2 separate regions of the Sus scrofa genome follow, and region 1 is linked to region 2. Evidence: chromatin contacts called from public HiChIP or PLAC-seq data. All regions are on one chromosome and are shown on one strand. The core of a region is the stretch at or near the end of the contact, and the rest is flanking DNA. Distances in the headings are between cores, read along the strand shown. Region 1 overlaps TCF7L2 (transcription factor 7-like 2). Region 2 has its middle 44 kb from the start of TCF7L2.

The links. HiChIP or PLAC-seq counts read pairs in DNA pulled down with a chosen protein or histone mark.
Region 1: an H3K27ac HiChIP or PLAC-seq map of alveolar macrophages shows a contact between it and region 2. The contact joins two enhancer-like sites. A contact is called at or near these places in 1 of 47 Hi-C or Micro-C datasets (embryonic fibroblasts) and 1 of 2 datasets of contacts at active chromatin or transcription factors (alveolar macrophages).

What each region holds. Positions count from the first base shown.
Region 1 is chr14:123,492,027-123,494,726 of Sscrofa11.1, forward strand. The region is part of intron 6 of TCF7L2 (transcription factor 7-like 2); the gene reads left to right. Among named protein-coding and RNA genes, the nearest start is that of TCF7L2, 150 kb to the left of the region's middle. Within about 2 kb of position 1,370, at least 13 of the 83 cell types and tissues checked have an H3K27ac peak or open chromatin away from gene starts, as enhancers often do. A contact at or near this core is called in alveolar macrophages and embryonic fibroblasts, where this site is marked.
Region 2 is chr14:123,298,113-123,300,812 of Sscrofa11.1, forward strand. No RefSeq gene overlaps it. Among named protein-coding and RNA genes, the nearest start is that of TCF7L2, 44 kb to the right of the region's middle. Within about 2 kb of position 1,384, at least 21 of the 83 cell types and tissues checked have an H3K27ac peak or open chromatin away from gene starts, as enhancers often do. A contact at or near this core is called in alveolar macrophages and embryonic fibroblasts, where this site is marked.

The DNA of each region.
Region 1 (2,700 bases), core at 120-2,619, 190 kb after region 2:
TGTACTTATACTTAAGACACAGTGAAAACCATGTCATATATGCACATTTTTGGTAAAGGAGACTCTTCTCCTTATAAGCTCTGCTGCCCGAAAATAACAGTAAAGGATGAAGTGGAGTCTAATTGCTGTTCTTGCCCTCTTCATATATCTTATTTAAGTTATAGTTGGAAAAGCAGCTAAAAACATGGAGTTCATGCCAGTAGTTTGAGGAGTTGCAGTTTATCTAGCCCTGGAATTAAGTGGCGTTCATCATCTCTTCCTGAGCACCAGTGAGTGATGTTTCTGACCCAAACATAGACTAAACTGGCCAGCTGTGTGGGTCAAACAGGATAGCCAGCAGCTCTGAGGTCAGGATGGTGCCGAAAACCCAGCATCTGCTTGTTATCCCACCCCCCAAATCTGTGATGTCCCCTGACCTCCTGTGCGCACAGCGCTTCATCTGTAGGTGATTTGACAGCAGAATTTAGCATTTGAGAGTCTTTAAAAACAGCCCCAAAAGGGGCAATTAAAAATTTGTGCTTCTTCTATAGCGTATAAAGCACGCTTTTCAGTTCTGTATTTCAGGAGCAGAGTCATTGGCGTTGAACGTTGGGCTGGATAGTCAAAGAGCTGGTTTTTGTTTGACTTTGACTAGATCATCCATGAAGGGATTCCAGGAGTGTATCTATTAGCACCTCGACACTAGGAACTTATTACCACCCTCTCTAGGTTGTAAGGTCCCCAAAGACAAGGACTTTTTCCCTTCTAGTTGACTGATGTATTCCGTAGTGCCTGAAACAGTGCCATGTGTGAAAGAGACCCTGAGTGGGTATTGATTGAAGTAGTGCATAACTCTTTTTTTTTTTAAGTGTTTTAAGTTGTTATTATTATTATTTTTGGCCACTCCCGAGGCACTCAGAAGTTCCCGGGCCAGGGATCAAACCCTAAGCCACAGCAGTGGTGATGCCAGATCCTTAACTCACTGAGCCACCAGGGAGCTCTAGTGCATGGCTCTTTAAGGGAGGAACGCAGGAACGATTCTACCTTCGCTGCAATTATTCTTCCTCCTCCTCCTCCTTTTTCATTTGCTGAAGCGCCTAACCAGCTAATCTCAATTCTTCTGAGTCCTCTGAGCTTGTTTGTTTTTCTGTCTACAAAATGGGGCTGTTGTCATGTAAGACTTTATTTGATTATGAGAAATAGTCCCTCCCAAACTTCCTTGAACAGAGGTGCTAGACAAAAACAAGATGGTTTTGAAAAAAACACCGCAGTCCAGACTATACTAAGATGCTTGGTTGCATCCGAAACCAGTTTCACAGTCTGCTTTAGGCGGGCGGTTGCAACATGCTCTCCATCTGTGCCTGATTCCAAGGAGCAAACTTGAGCTCCAACTCCACACTGTGGCGGGAACGTTGGCACCGACGCTCCCCAGACGGCCAATGGGCGTTGCTGTGGTGGAGGCATGACATGATTTAATTTTACTTTATTATTTGCTGGATGTGCCCATTGTGTGTTAGCCTCTGGGTGTGTTTACAAGGAGCTTAGGAAAGAGGTAGAGGCTGCGTTGTCTGTGTGAGGGCCAGGAGTGTTCTCTTTCTTCCTCTCTCTCTCTCTCACGATACACCTCTCCCCTTAGGCATCTAGCACCAGTCCGGGCCAGGGGTGAAATCATCACGATTCAGCAAGAGGCTCAGAAAGACCTGCCTTCCTAAAATCCCTTCCCCTTAGCCCTGTAATTCGCTGTGACAGCAGCTTGGGGCCTGAGCGTGTGTGAGCTTAGTTTCTCAAAGGACACACATGTTGTCAAGGGTGTGGCCAGTCCCTGCGCTTCCTTAGTAGAGTTGAAATCCACTTGACCGGATTTGGGTGACTCTTCCTGGCAACATTCCTAAATTTGCTGTGAAAAGCAAAGGTTCAGAATCCACAAAAACGTCATTTATTTGGCAATGAAAACCAAGGAATTTCGGAACAGGGATCAGTTCTGTCCTGCACAGTCGCCTTCCCTCTTCGTGTTTTGATGACAGGTTCTTTTTATTCAGAAGGGAGCAATCATGTATTTTAAGGGAGGTGGGAAAGGGAGGTGGTTTGGCCTGTGTCCATGTATTCAGATGCTCATCCTTTAAAAAAAAAAGGGGGGGGCTTTATTATGGTGTCCTAGTGAGTATCTCTGTGTCATTGCTGTTTATAAATTATCTTCCCTTCCAACCTGTTTGTTAAGTTCAAATCTTGGCTCTGGGAGAGATACAGTTATCAGTAAGGCAGATTCCCTTTATTCTTACCAACCCCCCCACCCCCACCCCCGGTCATATTGCTGTAGTGTTATCTAACTAGGGGACCTCATGGGTGACAGGAGGTTTTTGGATCCATAACCCCAAGCCACCCCCAGTCCTGGCCTTGCAGGTCTGCCTTATCAAGCCAGTGAAACTTTGGCAGCTTGTGGGGTTCTTCCATCCTTCCTGCACCTGAGGAGATGCATAGCAGTCAGTCCTGATCTAGCAAATGGATGCAAAAATCCCCACCAGTATGTATTTTTGAAATATTTTCATTTGACCGGCTCAGCAGGTTCTAACTTACTTACGCAACTGGATGGGTTTATTTAATTTTCCCCCCAGACCTTGACCAGTGGCTGTGAAGACCCGTGTCCGAGGAAATCGGGCCTCCTCCCTTCCCTGGGGAGCGGACGGGGTTGGGTGTGGTGGCTGGGTTGAGAAGTCCTTGGGG
Region 2 (2,700 bases), core at 134-2,633:
TGGAGGCTCCTAGGCTAGGGGTCTAATCAGAGCTGTTGCTGCCAGCCTACGCTACAACCACAGCAATGCCAGATCCTAGCCGCGTCTGCGACCTACACCACAGCTCACGGCAACACCAGATCCCTTAACCCACTGAGCGAGGCCAGGGATCGAACCCGCAACCTCATGGTTCCTAGTCAGATTCATTTCTGCTGCGCCACGACAGGAACTCCCACCACCCACTTTTTGTAAATAAAGCTTTATTGGGAAACAACCCTGTCCATTGAATTACTTATTATCCATGGCTGCTTTTGTGCTCCACCAGCAGAACTGAGAAGTTGTAGCAGAGATGATATAGCCTCCAAAGCCTAAGATATTTCCTCTCTAGCTTTTTGCAGAAAATGTTGCCAACCTCTGGGAAAGGTAAAGACCACACCTGGGGCTTCATAAAAGTTCAAGCTGTGGCACAGGTCATAGTGAATTTCACTAATATCACCCCCGTCCATGCAGGGCTTCATTCTTCATTTTCAGAAGGTCTGGGCTCGCTTTCCACTCACAGCCCCTGCCATCCATCCACTCACCATCTAGAAATTACACCAGGGATGGGGGTGGGGGGGCCTTCCTGATGCTGCTGAGCACAGAGCAGGCACTTATGACAGCACCTCTCACCAGGAGGGCCTCTGGAGGCCACCAAGTCACGTGACAGATGGCCACCCTGGAGCCCAGGAAGAGGAAATGCCAGTAGCAGACAGAGCAGCCCTGGAAGCAGACCTGTGGATACAGAGCAGCCCTGGAAGCAGACCTGTGGGCACAGGACCTCCATCCTGAGTGCCCTTGGGTAGCTGTCTGCCTGGAGATGGGATACAGTGAAGAAAGGACCCTCTTCTTCTGGACACTTGCTGCTGAGCTGCTGGGCTGTGGAAGGACAGCACAGACCTTTCCCCCCAAAACAAGCAGGACAAGTTCAGGGCCAGCACCAAATACTTCGCCCCCACCTTCTCGAACCCAGCACCCAAGCTACAGACTCAGCTAATCCTTCTGAAGTCAATTAAAGCCAAGCATCGAATGTGGCCAACGGAGAGAACCACTGTCGGTAAACGTAGCTTGGTTGCTAAGACCTCCTTTCCTTTGCAGACTCCTCCCCTCTCACCACGGGCACCTCGGTTCATTCTCCCAGCACCTCTGCCGGCCCATAGCATCTCTGTTTTATGCTCAAGGTAACTGAGGCTGGTGCGGTTGAGATGAAATCTCTGCTCTCCGGGACCAGGCAGCAAGACTCAAGCGGAAGCCCTCAAAGGCCTGTCGGCTGCCTTTCTTCCTTTCAGCTTGCTTCACATGACGTAGCTGCACTAGCCTGGAGCGCATGAATCATTCTCTTGGAGCAGCAACAGGAACTTGAAAAGTAGCCTCTCCTGCCCTGCCCACAAATACCTCCGGCTGGCTCCCCAGGCCCGCGTGGCCTCCTGCAGGCCCTTCCCTACAGGCCCTGCCTGGAAGAACTGCAGAGCACAGCTGAGAGCCCAGAAAGAGCTTCCTGCCAGCAGCCCTGCAAGTGGTGTTTACACACCACTTTCCAGTTCACAAGGTCCATGCACCTGCTCAATTATACCAGCCACCGGTGCCAAGTCCATGAACCTACACACGGGCCTTGGCACCGTAAATCCAGCCCCTACCATGTTTTAAGCATCATGTTCAGGGCTTTACATGCACAAGTACAGAAGTTCGCAAAGCCCCCAGACCCTTTCAGGAGTGTCTGTGAAGTCAAAACTCTTTTACAATATGTTCATAAAATTACTAAGGCATTATTTGCTTTTTTCACTCTCATTCTCTCTTAAGCATACAACAGAATTTTCCAGAAGCTACGTGATGTGTGACGGTGCCATCACTCTTCTAGAATTTTCTAAAGGGAGGCCAGAGGAGTGCTCAATAATTTTTAAAAGTGTAAAGGTGTGCAGAGATTACAAATTTTGAGACCTGCTGTACTATTATCATCCTTTTTTTAACCCTCACAACAACCCTATGAGGTAAGTACTATCATCTCTAAGTTTACAAATGAGAAAATTGACTCAAAGAGGCAAAGTGACTCACTCCAGTTCACATAGGTAGAAAGCAGCTGGGCTGGGATTGCAAGCTGGGTCTCTGTAGGGCTCAGGACAAGGTTATAAGGTTCATGGAAAAGGACCTCTCTTCAGCTCTCCTTTTTTTTGTTCTCCTTTTCTTTCTTTCTTTCTTTCTTTCTTTCTTTCTTTCTTTTTTTTTTTTACAGCCACACCTTCGGCATATGGAAGTTCCCAGGCTAGGGGCTGAATCAGAGCTGCAGCTGGGGCCTATGCCACAGCCACAGCAACACTAGATCTGAGCCACATCTGTGACCTATACAACAGCTTAGGGCAAGGCCAGATCCTTAACCCAATGAATGAGACCAGGGATTGAACCCACATCCTCTCGGATACTGGTCGGGTTCTTAACCCGCTGAGCCACAGTGGGAGCTCCATCTCCAGCTCTCTTAAACAGACCACTTTGGAGGTAGTGACCATGACCTGGGGGCACCCAAAGTGGGTTACTTAACTGGTTCCTTCTCTTCTCAGAATTCAGGAAATGCCAGACTCTTTGGGCCTATTTGCTGCTCATACATACAAGGTAAGGGCAGTGATCCCTGGGGTGACTCCTGAGGTCCTTTCCAGAAGGACTCCTCAAGACCCAGAGCTCAAAGTGCTACCC